Regions from separate parts of the Arachis hypogaea genome. Here region 2 is linked to region 1. Evidence: chromatin contacts called from public Hi-C data. All regions are on one chromosome and are shown on one strand. The core of a region is the stretch at or near the end of the contact, and the rest is flanking DNA. Distances in the headings are between cores, read along the strand shown.

Region 1 (2,632 bases), core at 73-2,572:
TTACCAATTTTTCTCCCCTCCTTTTTATGCTCTTTATGTTATTGATGTCCTATATGACAACCTTATACCTTGTACATTCATCCTATGCTAATATTCTGCATCATTAATTATCAACATAACTCCCCTTCTCCTTTTCCCCGTCATTCATTTCATATTTATTATATGCTCGTTATAAGATACTGTAGAATATTATAATTTTCACTTTAAATGTAATATATATACTACAAACAAGACCACCTAGTACATCTTTATTTTATTTTATTTTATAATTACTGTTCTTTTCATACTTGTGTGATTCCTTACTTCAAGATGATGAAAATGGGATTGCAGTGATTCTGTGATTGGCCTTTGATTACTGTTCTTTTCATATTTGTGTGATTCCTTGTTTCAAGATAATGAAAAATTATCTTGTGTTATTTTCTGCTTCTATAGAAAATGAAAGAGAATACTCGACCTAATTCAAAGTAAACTAAGTGTCGATGGATACCACACAAAAATGCAAAATTAGTTGAGTGTTTGGTAGAACTTGCAACTACTTTTTGGAAGTGTGACAATGGTACGTTTAAATCCGATTATGAAAAATATTTAGAAAAAATGCTGCATAAAAAGATCCCTGGATGTGATCTTAAGGTACAGTTTTTTTACATAATACTTATTTTCTTTGTTTATAATTTTATATTTGTGTTATAATTGTATAATTTACAAAATATTTATGCTTCTATATTGAGATGCTTTACTATTGTGCTCTCATTTATTTTTAAAATGACGATGAGATAGAGATGAAAGGACCAGAAAGAATTTAGTTTGAATATATAAAAATTATAATTTAGACAAAATTGGAAAATCAAGGATATGTTAAGAAGGATGCCTACAGAACTAGATACCATGCATGATCTATGAATGCGACTATATTATATTAGCATCATTGATTTAGATTCAAATTATATGATCATCAACTTTTTTATAAATGCATAATTTTAATTCATAGATGCACTTTGGTGATCTTTATGTTGTTGGGATGTTGTGTTATTATGAATTGGTTCATATATATAGTCTTAAAATTGAAGTGTTAAATTAAATAAAGAAATTTTATATTCAACTTACATATAAACTTTACCTTATTCATAATAAGTTGGTTATTCAAAAACTAAATGATTATTACTGCTCCATATATTCACTATATTTAGTTATGCTTGGATGAATTGTGGTGTCATATACAGAGTAGTAATAATTCTAAATTATTTTGCTATGTTTAGGCTAATCCACACATTGAATCAAGGGTGAAATTGCTAAAAAGATAATATTTTACAATAGTTGAGATAATGGACACGGTTGGGAGTGGATTTGATTGGAACGATAAAGATAAAATGATTGTAGTGGAGCGACAAATTTTCAATGAATGAAAGAGTGTAAATTCTAAATAACTTTCTTAATACAAGTTTATTTATCTTAGCTTTTTAATATTAATTGCTTATTTAATTTTTTTTAATTTCAGTCCCATCCTAATGCTAATGGCCTCTATAATAAACCATTTCCACATTTTGAAGAGTTGGGAATAACATTTGGTAGAGATAGGGCTCAAGGAGGCAATGCAAAAAATATAACTCAAGCAGTTGCTACAATGGAGGCTGAGCGCGAAGCAACCTTGAGTGATCGTCAAGTGAATGAAAACACCCAAGTAAATTTGGAAGAGACCGAAATTGAATATGAAACTGATTCTCAAGTACGTAAGCACTTGACTCTAATTCATGTACATAAATTCACTTATTGTTGATCCTGCTGCTGTGTATTTTTTTAGATTTTGGAGTGATTCTTCATTAGTTCATTTACTTTAACCTATTCCTGTGACTAGCCTTAACTATTCCCATCATGTTGAGCATTTAGATAGAAATATTGATCTTCATTTTTGTGGAGTATAATAATAAGGAAAAAAAGGATATGAATGTAATCAAACAGAATTAGAATCAGGGTAATTAATATTCTATTAGGTTCTGTTTAGTTAGTTAATGTTGTTAGTCTTGCTGGCCAAGGTAAAGATAATGCTTGTATATACAAACGTAGAGCATGTAGAATCAGTTAGGCTACTTGTTCTTCATTTCTATCAGTATTGAATAATCTTCTGGTGTTTCTGTTGGTGTTGCTTTCAATTTTTAGGAGCCTCAAACTCCTGGTGTTCCTGCTGCTCCCGGTGTTTCTGCTGCTCCTAATTCTTCTGCTGCTCCTAGTGCTTCATATATAGAAAGGAATAAAAGAAAAAGAGGGAGCAAAAGTGAGGAAGTGATTGACATAGTAGTAGAATCAATGAGAAATATGAAAGGTGCTTATCAAGAACACACAGCTGTTTTAGTTGATATGGTTTCTTGTTTTAAACATGAGAAAGAAGGAGTTAAGCACAGAATGAAGCTAATGGCACTATTGATAGATGTTCCTGGTTTGAGCGGTGATGATAGAATGAAGGCTAGCCTTAGCATTCTAATGGACAATAATGTGATCGACATGGTGTTCCAACTTCAACCAGGGAACTTTTGCCATTTTTGAAGAAATTGCTTTAAATATTGCTATTTTTGAATTTTTATCGAATATTATAGTGACTTGATAGGAAGACATTTGTGCCAATTATTGCTGTTATTTT
Region 2 (2,632 bases), core at 96-2,595, 290 kb after region 1:
GGATAGGGTTTTCAAGCATCTAGGTAGAGCATTCTGTAATGCTAACTGGAGAGTGCAATTCCCTGAGGTAAGAGTGGAAGTCTTAACCAGGGTCAGCTCTGACCATCACCCACTGCTGGTCTCTTTAATGCCAGCTAGAGTAGATATTGGTCTAAAACCTTTCTGTTATGAGGCCATGTGGGAGTCCCTTCCTGACTTTGGAAGTTTTCTTGCCTTGCCTGGGAGGAAGGAGGAACTTCTGCCAACGCTTTCAATGATCTATCTTCTGATATTACAATGTGAAACAAAAATATCTTCGAGGAGGATCATGGATAGATTGAAGGGAATGGAAAGAATAAATTCTTAGAAAGATTAGAGGGAGAACTAAACAGAGAACTGGAAACCATTCATGAACAAAAAGAAATTTTTGACAATTGTGGTTAGTTGAAGGGGATAGGAATACCAAGTTCTATCATACAAAAACTCTAAATCCTGAAATTAAGGCGTGATAATGGTGAATGGTGCGAAAACCAAGAGAAATTGAAAAGCATGGCAGTAAATATTTTCAAGGCGCTATACCAATTAGATAATCAAAATTGATGCCATGTTCCCCTACCCGAGTATAGAAAGGAGCTATAAGCATAAATTATCTCAAATCCCTTCAGATGAAGAGATCTGCAAAGGAATTTTCAGCATAGGGTCGCTCAAAGCGCCGGGAGAGGATGGTTTTCCAGCCTTATTCTACAAGGAGCATTGGAGCTTGGTGTAAAGAAACGTATATGGCTTTATCAAGATGCTTTGGTAGAACCCCCGTCATTGCTCTTGTTCCAAAGGTCACAAACCTAGAATTTGGTTTCTAGTTTCATTCGATTGCGGTCTGCAATGTCATTTATAAGTGTTTGACCAAGATAATTGTTGCAAGTCTTGTCTGAGAGAATTGCTCTGTACCAATAAAACTTCATCTCAGGATGAACAATACATGAAAATATTATCATTGCTAAGGAGATGGTCCACAACATGAAGAGAATAAAGGATAAGAAGATGTTCATGGCTGTTAAGATAGATTTCGAAAAAGCATATGATAAACTACATTGGCAGTACATTAAGGAGTAGTTAATTGATTTTGATCTACCAGAGAATCTCATTGATATTATTATGAGCTGTATCTGTCGGGTATCTTATAAAAAGTTTTGTGGAATGGATGCAAAGCTGAACCTTTCAGCTCCAAACGAGGGTTGAGGCAAGGCGACCCTATCTCACCATACTTGTTTTCTCAGATTATCAATAGTAAAGTAGAGGAAAGGTGCTGGTTTCCTTTGAAAGCAGGGAGGCTAGGGCCTAATATCTCTCGTCTCCTTTTCGGGAATATTACAACGTAGTTTTATTTTGGGAGAAAAGGAGGGTGCAAGAAAATCACATGCCATTGGGTGGGACATGTTATGCAAACCCAAACCGTTAGGGGGGGGTTTAGGAGAATGGATATTATGAATGAAGCCTTCATGTTAAAGCTATTGTGGAGATTATTAAATGAGAAGGACTTTCTTTGGGCACAAACTCTATATCATAAATACGGGAGAGACTAAAATCTTCTTCAGGGGATGATACAATCGGCTTCCGATTCACCAATGTGGAAAAGCCTCACAAACGCCTGGCATTTTTTAATTAAACATATTTCCTTTTCTTTAGGGAATGTTGTGGAAGCATAACTGGGTTAAGGGATATGAATATGATTAATCAAAGTATGAAAGTGCGGGATGCTGCAACTGCTGAAGGGGAATGGGATTTTGAATTTCTGAACAAAATCAAAGCCATTCCTCCTCCCAGTGATGAGATTGGTGAAGATAGAATTATGTGAAATCCCTCAATGGCGAATTCACTGTGAAAAGTGCTTACAATGATTTATGTAACTATGGAAAAATACAAGACTACATATCTACAGAGCTCCTTTTGATGGAATTTAACATCGGAAATTGGCCAATCCAAACAAGTGTCATGGATCACTCAATTCATGGCCACTTGGTGGATTTGGAGATGGTGAAATAAGGAAATCTTTTTGAGTGCAAAAATAATTTTATTGGTTTTTTTTTTTTTCATTGCTGTAATTTTTGCTTTATATATAACGCATACTTTTCTACTAAGTAAAAGTGTTATACTCCTTAGTCCTTAATAGTTAGATAAATCTTAATTTTCTAATTCGTTGTGTTTTAAAGTGTGATCATTATGAGGAATTTTATTATGATAATACAAATTGAATATTATATCCAATTTTAATAATTATAATTACAAATTTTAAGATAGTTTTATAGATCTTTAAACGAAAAAATACTTCTTGAAAAATTATAAAGCTGTGCCAAAATAAACCAAAAGACGGGTAAGAAAAATGAATGATATCTAATGTTACAATTCTTCAAAGATTTAAGTCAAACATTTTAATGGGCAATTTCCATAAACAAATTGTGTTAAGATAGTATTCCCTTGTCCTAATTGTTAAAAAAGTTACGTTTCAATCATGTTTGATTTTTATATAATCTGGTTTTGGGTTCCATTAGTTTGAAGGAACACAAATATAGTTTGAACATGAGTATATTAAACATATTAAATTTTTAATACACGATTATACACAATTTTAAAATACATAGTATCTATTTAAGCA

Evidence for each region. A called contact is a pair of places that touch in the nucleus more often than the background predicts.
Region 2: a Hi-C map of an unstated tissue shows a contact between it and region 1, with 4 times the contacts expected there. The contact joins the promoter of LOC112711423 here to the promoter of LOC112709404 in region 1. A contact is called at or near these places in 2 of 8 Hi-C or Micro-C datasets (leaf and an unstated tissue).

What each region holds. Positions count from the first base shown.
Region 1 is chr9:103,953,595-103,956,226 of arahy.Tifrunner.gnm2.J5K5, forward strand. LOC112709404 reads left to right here and starts at 1,323. Exons shown (of 7, transcript XM_025761291.3): 1 at 1,323-1,373; 2 at 1,496-1,723; 3 at 2,155-2,499. The coding sequence starts at 1,323.
Region 2 is chr9:104,240,719-104,243,350 of arahy.Tifrunner.gnm2.J5K5, forward strand. It overlaps LOC112711423, which reads right to left and starts at 1,346. Exons shown (of 3, transcript XM_025764074.3): 1 at 1-1,346.